Linked DNA regions of Capra hircus: region 2 is linked to region 1. A link is a contact called in public Hi-C data. All regions are on one chromosome and are shown on one strand. Each heading gives the region's core, a stretch centred on a gene start, on an enhancer-like site or on the middle of the called end of the contact. The rest is flanking DNA. Distances are from core to core; before and after follow the strand shown. Region 1 has its middle 89 kb from the start of CLIC4. Region 2 has its middle 56 kb from the start of RUNX3.

Region 1 (7,453 bases), core at 1,715-4,214:
TCCCTGCTAACCGAAGCACAGAGGGATAGCATTCGAGTAGGCACTGGGGCGTATAAATTCATGAGCTATTTCTGGCAAGCCGCTCGGTGATCTTTATCAAAAGCCTGAAAAATGTTCCTACTTTGTTCACATTTTTTTTTTTTTTTACTGTTTCTTTAGAAACTTTTCAGCAAATAATTTGGTGATATTTATCAATCTTCTTGAGATGTTTGTACTTTTGACTCATATTTCTGATTATTTTCTCCGAAATCTAAAAGTTGACATGCGGCTGAAGATGGATGTACGTAGAGATGTCTGCTGCAATGTGAACAGGCTATAACGAAAAGCTGGAAAGAACCTAAGTGACCTACAGCTGGGGAGCGGGTGAGGCAATTACCGTACGTCCATGTGACTAAAAGCACTGGGTAAAAAAACCTTATAACAGTCAAGGGTTCCAAACGATGTGGGGAAATGCTTATGAGGTAATAGGTTTGCAGTGGGAAGTAAGCTCTCAATCTCTTAAAGAAAAAAAATTTTAGCCAATAGAAGGGAAAACATACCACACATGGATTATCTCTGGCTGGGGAGCTTAGGGGAAGTTTTCATATGTGCTTCTTTACCATTTTCCGTGCTTTCCAAAATGTCTTCAGTGTGCAGAATTACTTTGATAATCACTTAAGTAGTTAAAATCTGTAAAAAAAAAAAAATATTCTCCTTGATACAGTCGATTTTCCTAGTGAAAAGCAATTGTTCCCTTTATGAATTGACTCATAGGTTCAACAAATATTCGTGAGCAAATGAGTGAATAATGCTTTTAAGACTCTTGTGAATTATTTCTCACTTTCTGCTTTTATTGCCTAGTTATTTGTGTATATGTCTTTCTCCCTTGTGACCCTGGAAGGTCTCAGAAGGCAGAAATCATGTGTCTCCATTTATTCACATCCAGCCAGTGCCTTGAACCCAGGTGGAGCTCCAAATGTTATTTTTAAATGAATGGAGCATATCATACAGTTAAGTGTTTTTCATATGAGATAAAGATTCAGGATGCCAAAGACTGTTAAACCCAAGCCCCCTGAAGTAGAACTCCCTGAAAGCCAAGAACAAGGAGATGAAAAAGGGATTCTAGTGGCAACTCTGCCCCAACCCAGAAGCCATCAGGTGTTTATGCCAAAGCTGCTGTCTGGTCCTGAAAGCACTGTCCTAGGAGCCCTCATGTTGCAGGTAACTACCTACGGGACCCTGGGCAAGTCACTCATCCTTAGTTCACTCATGGGTGAACCAAAGGTGCTGGAGTACTTCCAGCTTGCTGTCACTAGGATTTCTAAAAAGCATCTGATAGTGAAAGTTGGTTTGGAATACCAAGGTGAAAGGGAACTTCAGAACATGGTAGAATTTTTCTTATAATAAAAAAAAAAAAGCAAAGCACCCTCTATTGATAAAGCAAATCAATAATGTGCACCCGTGAGCTGGGCTCCACTTCATTGACATTTTTGTCTTTATCGTCAATCTTAATTAAATTAGGCAACCTTAAGGTTCTGGCAAGGACCCTGGGATTCCTGGAGCATCTGTAGAGATAAGCAACAATTCCTCTTGCAGTCAGTGACTTCAGAGAATGAGATGACTCACTGAAATGTCACTGTTTCCAGTGAGGGCAGAGAATGGAGAGGATCCTGGGCTTTTCTTCTCTTGCCCCTCCTCGGTCCAGAATTCTCCCATTCATCCATAGCAGGGTGGTTTCGCTGGTTTAGAGTGACCTCTGCAGACAGCAGGGTGTTGCATCTCTGTCTCTGAGCCCAAGAGCTGGGGAGGTCCCTCCAGCTCTCCCGGACTTCCAGAGTCCCTTCTTATCAACCAGGACTCTCCCGATCACACAGAAATGGAGAGCCGGCCCTGAAGCTTGGTTCTTGGTATTAGAGCTCTGAGCTCCGCTTGCTTTGTCCACACTTGCATGCACTTCAGAGACTGGAGCTGGGCATGGTGTAGCCAGGAACTCCCAAACTCGTCACGAGAAAAGTCCAGTGGGAAGCTCAGGGCTGCTCCACCACAGTGCCACCGAATCAGCCTTCTGGTGTCCCCAACTGGAGCTCCTTCCAACACTGGAGAGGTGACAGCCCAGAACCCAGGGCTCTGGAGCCGGATGGCCTCCATCCGTTCTTTACTGCATGAGCTTGGGCCAATTACTGAAACTCTGGATGCTCAATGTTTCTTATCTTTAAAATGGGGTTAATACTCCAAGAGACTGTTGACAAGCTGAAAATATGAAACAGTTACTTATATTAAAAATATATTTATACCTATACGTATATAAAGTCGGGTAATTGGCAGGGGCTTCCCTGTTGGCTCAGGAGGGGAAGAGTCCGCCTGCAATGCGGGAGACCTAGGTTCAATCCCTGGGTTGGGAAGATACCCTGGAGGAGGGAATGACTACCCACTTCAGTATTTTTGCCTAGAGAATTCCACGGACAGAGGAGCCCGGTGGGCTACAAGTCCATGGGCTCAAGTCGGGCACATGGTGTTTAAGGAAAAGCATTTATTCTTCTTTGACTGAGGAAATCGGAGAACGAAGAAACACTGGAAGGAACGGAAGCAGGTTCATTTCTTATAAGAAATGAGATCAGAAATGGGTGGCTGGCTTTTTCTTTCCACCCCCGCCCTCCGCCCCCAATGGCCGTCCCAAAGGCAGCTCGCCTCCCTTGAGGACAGTCCCCCCTCCGAGGCCGTCTCTCAGGCGGGGGCCGTCCTCCCGGGGGTCAGGGTCAAGTTCAGCGAGGGGAGCCCCCTCGCGGAGGCACGCGGGCGGGGCACCTTGGGGGAGCTGGACCCAGGAGTAGGGGGCCCGCCCCCGGCGCGAGGGCGAAGCTGGGAGGAGGCCCGGGCCTTAACGTCGGCTGCATCCCGGCCCCCGCGTCCCAGCTGCCCCCGAACCTGCCAAGAGTTTCGCTTCCGAGGCGCTTCCTCCAGCCGCCGCGGGCCCAGCGCGTGCAGAAGTGCGCAAAGAGCTGCAAGAAGCGGCTCCGCGGGCGGCCCCGGGCCGGGGGGCAGGGGGGCAAACCAGAGCCCCCCGGAGACCTGACCTCAAAGCAGGGTCCCGCACCCCCCGGCCCTCCTCCCCGAAAAGGGTGCGAGCAGGGCCCGCGGGGCCCGCGGCGGGCGGCGGGGGCGGAGACGAGCGGCGGCGCGGGGCGCGTCTGTTCGCCACAGGAAGGAGGGAAGAGGCCGGAGGCGCCTTCACAGAGCGGCAGCCCTGACAGATCTGATAAAAGAGGAAGGAAGCCCTCGACGCGGCTGAGCCGAGCTGCCGGCTCCCCAAACCGACGAGGTCCTGCAGCTGTCACGGCCCCTGCGGGCGCGCGGCGGCCCGGCCGAAAGGCCGGGGAGCCTGCGCCCCCTGCCGGTCGTTCGGAGCGACGGGCCCGGAGACCCGGCCGGGCTGCGGGGACCAGGGCGCGGCCACCGCCTCCTCCGCAGTTCAGTTCACAGTTCAGTTCAGTCGCTCAGTCGTGTCCGATCTTTGCGACCCCACGGACTGCAGCACGCCAGGCCTCCCTGTCCATCGCCAGCTCCCGGAGTTTACCCAAACTCATGTCCATGGAGTTGGTGATGCCATCCAACCATCTCATCCTCTGCCGTCCCTTTCTACTCCCGCCTCCAGTCTTAGATGGTAAAGGCCCTGGGTGGGGAAGTCCCCGGGGCGGGGTTGGGGGTGGGGGCGGCGGATACGGGGCTTGCCTGGGCCTGGATCCTCTGTCTTCGGCTCCCTGCCAGACACCGCAGAGAAAGAATCCCAGGGCCAGGTTTGCTCCAGCTGGGCTCTGCTTACCTAGTAGCATTTAGTCGCTCAGTCGTGTCCAGCTCTTTGCGACCCCACGGGCTGAAGCCCGCCAGGCTTCTCTGTCCGTGGGGATTCTCCATGCAGAAATACTAGACTGGACTGCCATTCCCTTCTCCAGAGGATCTTCCTGACCCAGGGATGGAACCCGAGTCTCCTGCGTTGCAGGCAGATTGCTTACCCGTTTGAGCGACCGGGAAGACCCTGGCAACCCATTACCTTGGCAGTCCAGAAGTCGGGGCCAAGCCCACCCTACTGAGAAAAATATAGAAGCACTTCTAAGACTGCAGAGCACCGCTCCGGGCCTCTGATTTTGCTGTCGCTTCCTAGCTGTGTGACCTTGAGCAAGTTCCCTGTGCTTCAGTTTCCTCATTCATAAAATGGGAATCATAGTCTCCACCCCACAAGGTGGTAGGGAAGACCGACTTAGTGCACATATGTCTGTTAAATTGTTTAAATTTCACTGTAGGGTGAAGGCTTGTTGAACTTGCTGTAACTGGTTCCTTATTTTGGGGGTTTTCTTGCTGTCTATATATAAAATTTTATTTATTTTTGGCCGTGCTGGATCCTCCTTGCTGCTCAGGCTTTCTCCAGTTGTGGAGAAGGGGGGCTACTCTCTAGTTGTGGTGGAAGGGTTTCTCATTGCCCTGACTTGTCTTGTTGTGGAGCACAGGCTCTGGCGGGAGGGTGGGGGTGGCAGGCAAGCTTCAAGAGTTGCGGTTCCTGGGCTCTAGAGCACAGACTCACTTAGTTGCTCCGCTGCGGGGCGGGGAGTGGGGGGGGGGGCAGGGGGCGGAAATAAATAAATAAATCTTCCCCCAGCAGGGGTCGAACCTGTGTCTCTCTCAGTGACAGACTTTACCACGGAGCCCCCAGGGAAGCCCTCTTGCTGTCTTGCAACCAAGCCAATTTTTGTTCGGTTCCACTGCAGTGGGAGAACTTATTTTGTATGATGCCACTCCTTTGACATGTGTGGAGGCTTGCTTTCTGGGCCAGCATATGGACTGCCCTGCTAAAACCTCTGTGTGCACCTGAACAGAATGTGCATTCTGCAGCTGTCAGATGTAATGTTCCAATGTCAATGAAGTCAAATTAATTGAGTTATTCCTTACTGAGTATGTGGGCGTGTGTGTGTGTGTGTGTGTGTGTGTGTGTGTGGTTCATTTCCTGCTTGTTCTGTTAGTGGGAGAGCTGTTAAAAATCTCCTTATGATGGTGAATTTGTCTATTCCTCCCTTCAGCTTCACTAACTTTTGCTGTATGTATCCAACGCTGTGTTATTAGATGAGTATAAATCTAGGAGTCTTGTATCTTCCTAATGAATAAAACTTCATAATTATAAAAGGGCATTGCAATGGCAACCCACTCCAGTCCTCTTGCTTGGAAAAGCCCATGGACCGAGGAGTCTGGTAGGCTGAAGTCCATGGGGTCGCTAAGGGTTGGGACATGACTGAGCGACTTCACTTTCACTTTTCACTTTCATGCATTGGAGAAGGCAATGGCAACCCACTCCAGCGTTCTTGCCTGGAGAATCCCAGGGACGGCGGAGCCTGGTGGGCTGCCGTCTATGGGGTCGCACAGAGTCGGACGCGACTGAAGCGACTTAGCAGCAGCTTTGCAGCAGCTTTGCAGCAGCATACATATTGTAAAATGTCCTTCTTTGTCTCTGGTAAATACTCCTTGCCCCAAAGCCTGCTTTTTATAATGGTTACACCCAATTAAAATAAATTAAAAAAATATAATGGTTACATCCACTTTCCTGTTTGCTGTGTCAATGAAATAACTGTTACATCTGTGAATTTCAAACTTTCTGTGTCCTTATAAAGTTTGTTTCTTGTAAATGTCATATATTGGGTTTTGATTCAACAGTTTCATACTCCCTTTTAGTTGGATTATTTACCCCACTTATATTGACTGTAACTAACGGTGTAGACTTTATAGCTAACCTTTTGCTGTTTTTCCAATTAGTCCTACCCTTTGTTCCTTTAGTCCTTTTTCCTTTTGCAGTTACTGGATTTTTAAAAAATTCCATTTTCCTCTTGCATCTTAGATAAATGTATTAATGCACTCTTGAAGCTTAGATTTTCAAGCTATTTTTATAGTTATCCTAATAATACCTAATCTTCTCGAGATTACAGTATTTATGATTACAGGTTTTGTTAAATTAGCAATTTTACTACTTGCCAGTACAAACAACCCTTTCTTCTACCCTTCCACACTATTATACATGTATAATATATAACCGCTGTTATATATTCCATATTACATTTTTTAACAATATATGTCTTCAAGACATTACTGCGGTTTAAAAGTCAATATTCTTTCATATTTGCCTATATATTTACTCTGTTCGTTGCTCTTCATCCTTCCTTCCGGTTCTATACTACCACCTGGGGGCGTTTTCCTTTAGGCTGAAGTACTTAAGTATTTTTATAGCACATGTCTGATGGTGCTTAATTCTCTCAACTTTTGTCTGTCTGAAAATGCCTTTAGTTTGCTTTTGAGAATATTTTTACTAAGTTGGCAATTCTAAGTCGGCAGACCTTTCTCAGGAGTTTTAAGATTCTGGCTTCCAAAGTTTCTTCTGAAAAGTTAGCCACTGCTCCTTCAAAGGTTACATATTTCTCTCTGGCCGTCCTTAGAGTCTTCTGTCTTTGGTTTCCAGCATAAGGTATTCTTAAAAGTGTGCCTTTTGGTTTTGCTTTTACTCCATAACGAATTTGCTGAGTTTTATGAATCTGTAGGTTAAAGTTTGTCAACAGTTTGGGAAAATTCTCAGCTATTATTTCATCAAATATTGATTCTGCCCCATTCCCTTTCATGTCTGGGACCTCAGTCACACGTATGTTTAGGCTGTGTTCACTGTGCTTCTTGTGCGCTTGGTTTTTTGTTTAGTTTCTACATTCTTTTGCTCTTTGCTTCCGTTTGAATTTTTCTATTGGCCTATCTTCAAGCACTAATCCGAGCTCCTGCTGCGTGCGCTCTGCTGTTAAACCCACATGGTGAGTTCTTAATTTCAGATTTGAACTGTTATTGCAATATTCTTTTCAAATAGCTTTACTGAGGTTTCACTTACAAACTGTAGAATTCACCCATTTTAGGCAAACAAAATTGAATTTTTTTAGTAAATTTATTAAGTTGGGCAGCCATTAGCACAATTCCCCCCTCTTTCTTCTTTAAGAATATATTCTGGATGACATCTAAATCGAAATTTAAGTCAAATACAAAGGAAATAGACATCACTAGCTTTGCCAATCAACCTGTCTATACACTGTTTATCCAAAACTTTTAAGCAGGCAGAATGGACCCCTTGTAACTTTTAAAAATTGAGATATAATTCATATATCATAAAGTTTACCTTCTAAAGTATATAATTCAGTGGGTTTTAGTATATTCACAAAGTTGTGCAATCATCACTATTAGCTAATTCCAGAACATTCATCACTCCAAAAAAGAAACCTTTACTCACTAGCAGTTACTTCCCATCCTGTCCTTCCCCAGCTCTTAGCAACCATTAATTTACTGTCTCTATAGATTTGTCTATGCTGGCCATTTCATATAAATGGAACCATATAATATGTAGCCGTTTTGTGTCTGGCTTCTTTCACTGGGCGTGTTTTCAAGGTTCACATTGTAGGTTGTATCA
Region 2 (7,453 bases), core at 3,202-5,701, 160 kb before region 1:
AAACCACAGGGGAAATTTTATGTCTGGGCTGGACTAGAATCCAGCCAGAGCCCCAGCTCAGATGTTCCCAGTCATATGCAAAGGGCGGGGGGTATGTAAGCGGGTAAGAGGGGGCATTACACTTCCACTCCTGTCTGACCTTGGGATTTCCCTCGCCTGGTGGCTCTGAATCAGGCGGGCTTCCGAGCTGCAGCTACGGACAGAGGTCCCTGACTCACCTGCACAGACCATCTGGACGCCATGCCCAAGCCAGGCCTTGGTCAGCTCAGCTCCAACCTCAGATCAGAGGCAGTGCTAGGCAGAGCAGATGGATCTCCCCTGCTGATTCAGCCCAAACTTTCTGTGTGATCCTGGATGTGTTCCTTGTCCCCACTGACCCCAAATCCACTGTCTCAAATCCTCCCTGAACTGCCGGTCAGGAATTCACAGGGAACTTTCTTCTGCCTCTAAAAGACCCAGCCTCCTGAATCCAACACGGAGAGAAGAGCTGAGGTTAACTGTGGCTTTTCCACTGAGCAGGTGCTTCTGGCTTCCCTTCTGTTCACCCTCTGGGCTGGTGTGAGGCAGTGAGCCCTCCAAGGAGAAATCTTGGCTCTACAAACTGCAAAGGGCTGGGAAAGAACTGCAGATGGCTCCTCCTTAGGTGGGCCCAGGGGGCAGCTCTTGGCCCTGCTGTGGCCTAATGGAGCCCTGGCACTAAACTCTGGCCAGGCCTCTCTAGACCTTTCCTAGGGGCCGCTTGGGTGGCAGCAGGGAGTGCCCGGGGCCCCTGAGGCTGGCAGGGCTGAATCTTAAGGCAAGGGTGTGGTTGAAGCTGAACCCAGAACTGAGCAGCCCCAGACAGACCAGAGCTGACTTCTGGGGCCCTCGATAAATCCTTTTTCCTTTTTGTTTCCGGTGGTAGTGAGGAGACCACATGTTTGGACCCCTGGATTCAGGACTCTGCTCTGGACTGGCCTCCTTGAGGGGGAGGGGAGGGGTGGGCGCCTGTGATGAGTCCCTTGCCCTTGATGGGCCGCAGCCTTTTTCTCTGTGCCATGGGGAGACCCCCATGATTCTTGCTGCTCCTCATGCTACCAGGGCGGGGAGTTGGAGTGGACGGAGTGGGGGCCTGAGTTTGAGTCCATTTGTGCCTTTCTGAGTGAGGTGGGCCGCTGTGGCCTCAGGCAAGACAGCGCTCTCTGTGTTTCAGCAGCCTGGTGGGCAGGGGCGGGCGGTGGGCACTGAGGGCACAGTCTTCTGCCCATCTCTGCTGAGCCCAAACGGCCAGCGCTCGCCTTCCCAATCAAGCTCGGTCTCCCTTTGGGGTAACGGAGCTGTGCAGACCTTGGTGAGGAGCAGCCTGTCCTGGCCACGTGCCATCCCCCGCTCTGACCCCGTGAGACCCACCAGCTAGGAGAGCCCCAGGTGGTGGTGGAGGCCACGTGGCTTCACAGACGCAGGAAACTGAGGCCCAAGCGAGCGAGGCCAGCCTTCCCCAGCCCGCAGGCCCTGTTTCATAGCCCCCCTCGCCATCTTTCCTCTCTCCCCCTCCAGGAGCATCTGAGGGGTGGCGTGGATCTCACCCATGTGGAGAGGCCTGTGTCTGGGGCTTCCAGTCCTGGTGCCTCAGCTTTCAAGCTTCCAGGCTTCCCTGCCGCACCCCTCCCACCCCCCGACACGGTGTCCTCATCTGTGCTCCCGCAGGGTGAGGGTGAGCAGGGAGAGGGCAGATCCCACTGTCCAGGATGGCCTTGCTCTCCTCCCCACCCCCTGGCCTGTGCGGGGGCCCAGGCCTCTCTCCCACAGTCCTCCCGCACCCTGCCTGCGGAGTCCCTCCTGGGAGTGCTCCTGGGGCCTCCACGGGCCCAGGCTGCCTCTCACGAGGCCAGCAAGGCAGTCAGGAGAACCCGAGAAGGAGCCAGCAGAGATGCTGGGTGGTGGGCTCCCAAGGCCCAGGCCCCCGTGGGGGTATTCACAGCACTTGATGCCAAAGGGAACGTCTGCGTTTGGGGTCCGCCTCGCGGCTCCTGCTGGTCCTCTGCGCCGTTCCTACCAGGTGGGTGGTGGTCGTGGCTTCTTCCATGGTTCGTCTTCCGTTCCTCCCCTGCTCCCTGCTGGTGGGGCTACACCCGATAATCACAGCCTTGCCCCTGCTGGTGTGATGATGCCCCCTTCCACGAGCACAGAGAGGGCCCCTTTGCTGGCACAGCACTCCTGCGGTCAGATAAGCTGTCCCCCGCTGGCATGGCTGCTGGGTCTGGGTCTGAGGCCACAGCTTTCAGTGTTCGTGGCAGCACCCAGGGCACCTGCCAGACATCACCAGACCGGAATACTGCCTCTTCCACCAGGACAGTTCAGATCCATCTCTCAGGGGCCCCCAGCCCCCTCCATTTTCCAGGGATCCAAGACCGGGTGCTCCTCTCTGGCCTGGAACTTCTCTCTGTCCCCAACCCTACCTGTGCTGAGCACCATCAGCCCGAGCCCTCTGGGCCCCCAAGGATAGAGCTGAGCCCTCCTATCTCATGGGACCTCAGCTGCTACCAGAGTGGGCATACAGGACACCCTCCTTCCCTTTTACCCCTCACGAAGCTCCAGGGTCGTAGTAAGCAAATAGCCAGGGCTTCCACAGCTACAGAGGGCTGGCCACTTGCTGTCTGTGGAAAGTGGTCCTCTGCCTGACCCCTCTGGGACCCTCCTGTCACCCCTAAACCCTCCCTGAGCAGCAGGTCCCAGGGCCTGCCTTTCCCAGAGGTCACCAAAGGCGAGAGGGGAAGTTCCTGGAAAACTTTCCGAGTGACTGCTGCTCCACACTTCTCCCAGCCTCTGGCTGCCTTGGTGGCACTTATTCAGTCCACAGCCTTGGAAACCTACCATGTGCCAGGTACTGTGCCCGCCTGGGGTTGCAGCCATGAGGGGCCAGACTCGTCCCTACCCTGGGGACAGTCACAGTGTGGACAGACACCCAGGCAGAAAATTGTGCAAACCGTGATTTAAGCAATTACGATGAGCATGCAGAGCGTGAGGGCATTGTGAGGGCATGTACAGAGCCAATCCTGGAAGGCTCCAGGAGGAAGTGACCTTCAAGCTCAGGTCTCAAGTTTGAGGAGGATAGGGTTAGGCAAGTGGTAGTTGGGGGCCAGGCAGTGCTCAGGCAGAGGAAAACTGCATATGCAAAGATTCTGAGCAGAAGGGGCGTGCTCTCCATAGTTCCTGGGGTCCAGATCCTTTTTTTTTTTTTTTTTTTGCATATTTATTGATTTATTTGGCTTAGTAGGGTCTTAGCTGTGGCACACAGGCTCCAGAGTGTACGAGTTGCTCAGGCATTGCTCTGCAGTGTGTGAGATCTTAGTTCCCTGACTGGGGATCGAACCCACATCCCCTGCATTGAAAGGCAGATTCTTAACCAGTGGGCCACAGGGGAAGTCCCTGGAATCCAACTCTTCAGCAGCCACGAGGTGCCAAGCTCCTGAGACAGGCTGGCCCAGTGTTACCCGCTCGGGTTCTGGGGCCACATCACGTAGGTTTGAATCTCACTTTGCACTTACGAGATGTGAGACAATGAGGAAATAACTCAACTCCCTATGCCTCAGTTTCTTCCTCTGTAAAACGAGATAATACTATTGACAGGAAAGGACTTCCTGGGGTTGCTGGGAAAATTAAATGCAATCACTCAGGTAACAGAAGCACCCAACGTTAGCAACTCTCCCTAACCATAAACCCCGTCCACGGAGCACCTGCTGCGTGTCAGACACCATGCTACAGGTTCTGCAGTTAATCTTCCTGCAGGATCCAAGCTTGGACTCAATGGGCCCATTTCAGAGATGAGAAGACTGAGGGCAGAGGCCCGAGTCACTAAGGGGGAGACTGGTTGAGGTTTCAGAGGGCTCGGAGGCAGCTTCTTGGAGGAGGTGGTGGCTGTGATGAGTCTTGAGGATGGGCACCCTCCCAGCCAGGCAGCCCCCCAACCGCAGCTGAGCATTTCAGCCCTTGGGCTTCCTGAGTCTGGTGACAACGGGACAAAGGGGCAGCTCAGGGCACTTCCAGGACCTTCCAGGAGTCCCAGCGAGGGAAGGCCCCATCGGGCCAGGTTCTCAGACCAGAGAGCCTCGAGCGAGCGCCAAACAACAAAAAGGCTTTTCTCACTCAGGATGAGTCACCAGACCGAGAGAGCAGACGCCCGGTCCCTGTGCTGAAGAAGACGAAACCACACATCTGAAGAAGTTTCCCACGGCCACCACTTGCTTTAAATAGCTGCAGAGGAGTGGGGGATGGGAGGTCGGGAGGCAGGGTTCTCCTGCCCTCGGGCCCTGGGCTGGGGTCTTCACCCCTCCACTCCGCGGGACCCTGGCCCGAAGCGACTCCCTCCCACCCTGCACCCCAAGACTGATGGTTGCTGGGAACGCAAGGCCTCATGGGCACCAGGGGAACCCAGCAGAGGTCCAGAGCTCGTGGTGGGACGGTGGCGTGGTGGTGGGGGCAGGGAACAGTGGACAGACAGACAGCTGGAGAGACATCCCGCCAGGCAATGGGCGTGGGGGTACAGGCCCGGGAAGGGGGAAGTTGACCTCCCCCTGCACCCCGGTGCAGCCTCCCGGCCCCCACTCAAGCTTCCTTGCAAGTCACCTGACTCCCCTCCTTGAGCTCCAGCTGCCCCCCCGCCGCCCGCCCGGTTCGTGACTGAGCCCCGGGCGGCGTTTCCGGAGGCAGGCCAGGAGCCGGGGCTGCTGACGCACTTGCTGCACCCCCCCCAGCCAGGCCGGGTGAGAAGAGCGAGCCCCCCATCCCCCTTTCCCGTAAGTGAGCTCACCCCCCAGGCCTCGCAGGAATTCTAAGAAGTGGAAACCTCTGCACCTGCTCCTCGCCCACCATCTCGGCCTCCCCATGCGGGGGGAGGAGGGGTGGGGGTCCTTCCCCCTCTCCGGCTCAGTGCTCAGGCCCAGGCTGGGGGTTCAGGGGCTGACAAAGGTTTCTCCCCCACTTAGGTTAGGAAGGACGCAGAGATCAGGTTAGCTCAGGGCGCCCCTTTGGCTTGGGCTCCTTTTTCAGAAGATAAAGGGGGGAAATCCAGAGAGGCCTGGGCAGTCTGTCTGAGTCCCTCCCAGGCTGGGAGGAACATCTCCTCCTGGTGTTCAGACAGCCCTTGTGGGCCAGCAGTGGCTCAGGAAGAGTCAGCCCTTAAAGACTAGCAGAGCCAAGGCCCAGAGAGGCGGTGACTTGCCCATGGCCACCAGTGGAGACCTCAGCTACACCCCTCCAGGGGCCTACAACCCTGGGCAGCCCACTGATGGCACCATCACACATTTATTGAGCATCCTTTGGAGGGACCCAGGATGAAATAAGACGACACCCAGCTAGAATCACAAACATAACAAGTAGCAGTCAGCAGGGGCCCAGGGCCAGGGGTTCTCAGCCAGAGCTCTAGGCTTTGCAAAAATACCGATTCTAGGCCTCTAGCCCTGAAACTACGATTCAGCGGATTGGGAAAGTGCCCAGGAATCTGCATTTTATAAGATTCCTCTAACTGATCAGATGGCAGAGAGGCTGTGGGACAGATTTCGAGTGGCTCCAGGGCACGTGTGCCCTGGAGGGTGATTTGCAAGGGCTTCTAATGGGAGGCTCAGGTGAGGCTACAGCCTTCCCCTCTTGCACCGACCTTGGCCTGCACGTGGGGTCCAGCCCCAAGGGATCCCAGAAGGGATGCATCACTGAGTCAGGAGCTGAATGAAAGGATGTCCCCCACACCTTCCTCTTGCCGGGAAAAGTGGGGGACAGTATCTGAGCCCCAAGTGTCTGCTCGCTCTTGTCCTAATACTCAGGAAGCCTGGTGGCACCTCTCTAGGGAATTTGGAAAGCAACCAGAAGCTCACAGGCTGGGCTGCCTGGTGGTTAGGGGCTGGCCTGCCAACCTATCCCACCCCTGTGCCTGCGCTATGTCCAGCCAGGGTCAGGGAGGAGCCCTTGGCCAACCAGGGGGTCTGAGGCAACTGGAGCCCTCAGGTGAGCAGGAATCGTTTTGGTCTGGCACACGGGGCCCGCCTTCTAAGGCCACTGGTCCTCTCAGGGACTCTGTGTCCTCTTCTGTAAAATGGGCGAAATCATTTCTTCCAGCAGGAGCAGACAGGAGTGGGGAGAGAGTGGGTGGTTGAAAGCCCACAGTTTTAATAGCAGTGGCTGGCAGGGGGGCCCCCTGCAGGCCCGATGCCACCCCGCTGGTGGGGTGTGTCCCGAGCGCCTCTCTGGTCTGTATCGAGGTCACAGTGAGGAAGCAGAGGGCCTCTTCAACCTCCCCAAGGCCTTCCTCGGGCAGGCCACACCCCCTCCAGACCTCCGTTTCCTTCGGGCAGATACCCCAACTCCAGAAGGTCATTGTGAAGATTAAATGAACACAATCACCTGATCGTGTGAAGAGCGACCCTTACTTCAACTGACTGGTTTCTCACTAGCCTGTGAGTTCCAGGAGTGGGGGCTGGTCTCTGCGTCCAGGGCCTGACGCAGCACCTGCTACGTGGTGGGTGACCCGCTTGCGTTGGCAGAGGGAATACCGGGTTAGAGAGAGAGCTGCCTTCTCTCAGCACGCGTGTGTGTGCACATGCGTGTGTCTGTGTGTGGGCCTGCATGCTCACTCCTGTATGTGGGTTTGAACCATTGTGGAAATGTGGGTCTGGGCATGGGCCTGTCTGGGTCTAGGTTTTGCATACGGGTCTAGCGTGTGTATATTTGCATGTATGTCTTAGTCTGTGTGCCTGGACGCATGGGCCCATGTGTACGAGTGTGCTCAGCCCACAGGTGTCCAGGCCTTATGTGGTTAGTTCTTTGTGTGGGGGGTGGGGTAGGTGGGTGCCCCTTATTCTCCTGACCTCGCCCTTCCCCTGAGACTCCAAGTAATGGGCCCACCTGGGAGAGCCAGACTATGCAAAACTGAGGCCAGGCCTGGGGAAGCCCCTGGAGAGCGGCCCCTGGGGACTGGCTAGGCCTCCGCCTCCCCCCAACCCCCCTCACAGACCCCCTCCCATGCTCCCCACCTGCACCACCCGCATAGAACAAACAGCCTGTCCCCTCCAGAGTCCTGTGAGCCTCCCCTCCCGGGCCTTCACTCTGTCAGGAGCCAGGTGCCTAGATTCCCCTGCCTCCCCGGCCCCACCCTGCCTGCTGTCTGCACCCCCTGCCCTCCCCTGATACCACGCCTGGAGTCTCTCCTCTTCCTCTGTGAGACTCCCTTTCACTTCTGCGCCTCCCTGAACTGCTGTTGTGAGCTGTACTGTGCAGCAGGTACTTGGCACTTCACCAACAGAAAGGTCTGGCAAGCACCCCATTCTACTGATGAAGAAACGGAAGCTCAGAGAAGTTAAGGAACTTGTCCAGGGTCACACAGCAAGCAGCTGAGAATCAGACATGAACCAGACTCCATATCCAGATGTCTTACCCACTAGGCCACACTGCTGTCACACTTCAAGTCGCCTATAAATGGCCA

What was found. Hi-C and Micro-C count contacts between places; a contact is called where the count stands out from the background.
Region 2: a contact with region 1 is called in a Hi-C map of blood, with 3 times the contacts expected there. The contact joins two enhancer-like sites. A contact is called at or near these places in 2 of 5 Hi-C or Micro-C datasets (both in blood).

What each region holds. Positions count from the first base shown.
Region 1 is chr2:7,836,257-7,843,709 of ARS1.2, reverse strand. No RefSeq gene overlaps it. Among named protein-coding and RNA genes, the nearest start is that of CLIC4, 89 kb to the right of the region's middle. Within about 2 kb of position 2,964, at least 1 of the 5 cell types and tissues checked has an H3K27ac peak or open chromatin away from gene starts, as enhancers often do.
Region 2 is chr2:8,001,834-8,009,286 of ARS1.2, reverse strand. No RefSeq gene overlaps it. Among named protein-coding and RNA genes, the nearest start is that of RUNX3, 56 kb to the right of the region's middle. Within about 2 kb of position 4,451, at least 2 of the 5 cell types and tissues checked have an H3K27ac peak or open chromatin away from gene starts, as enhancers often do.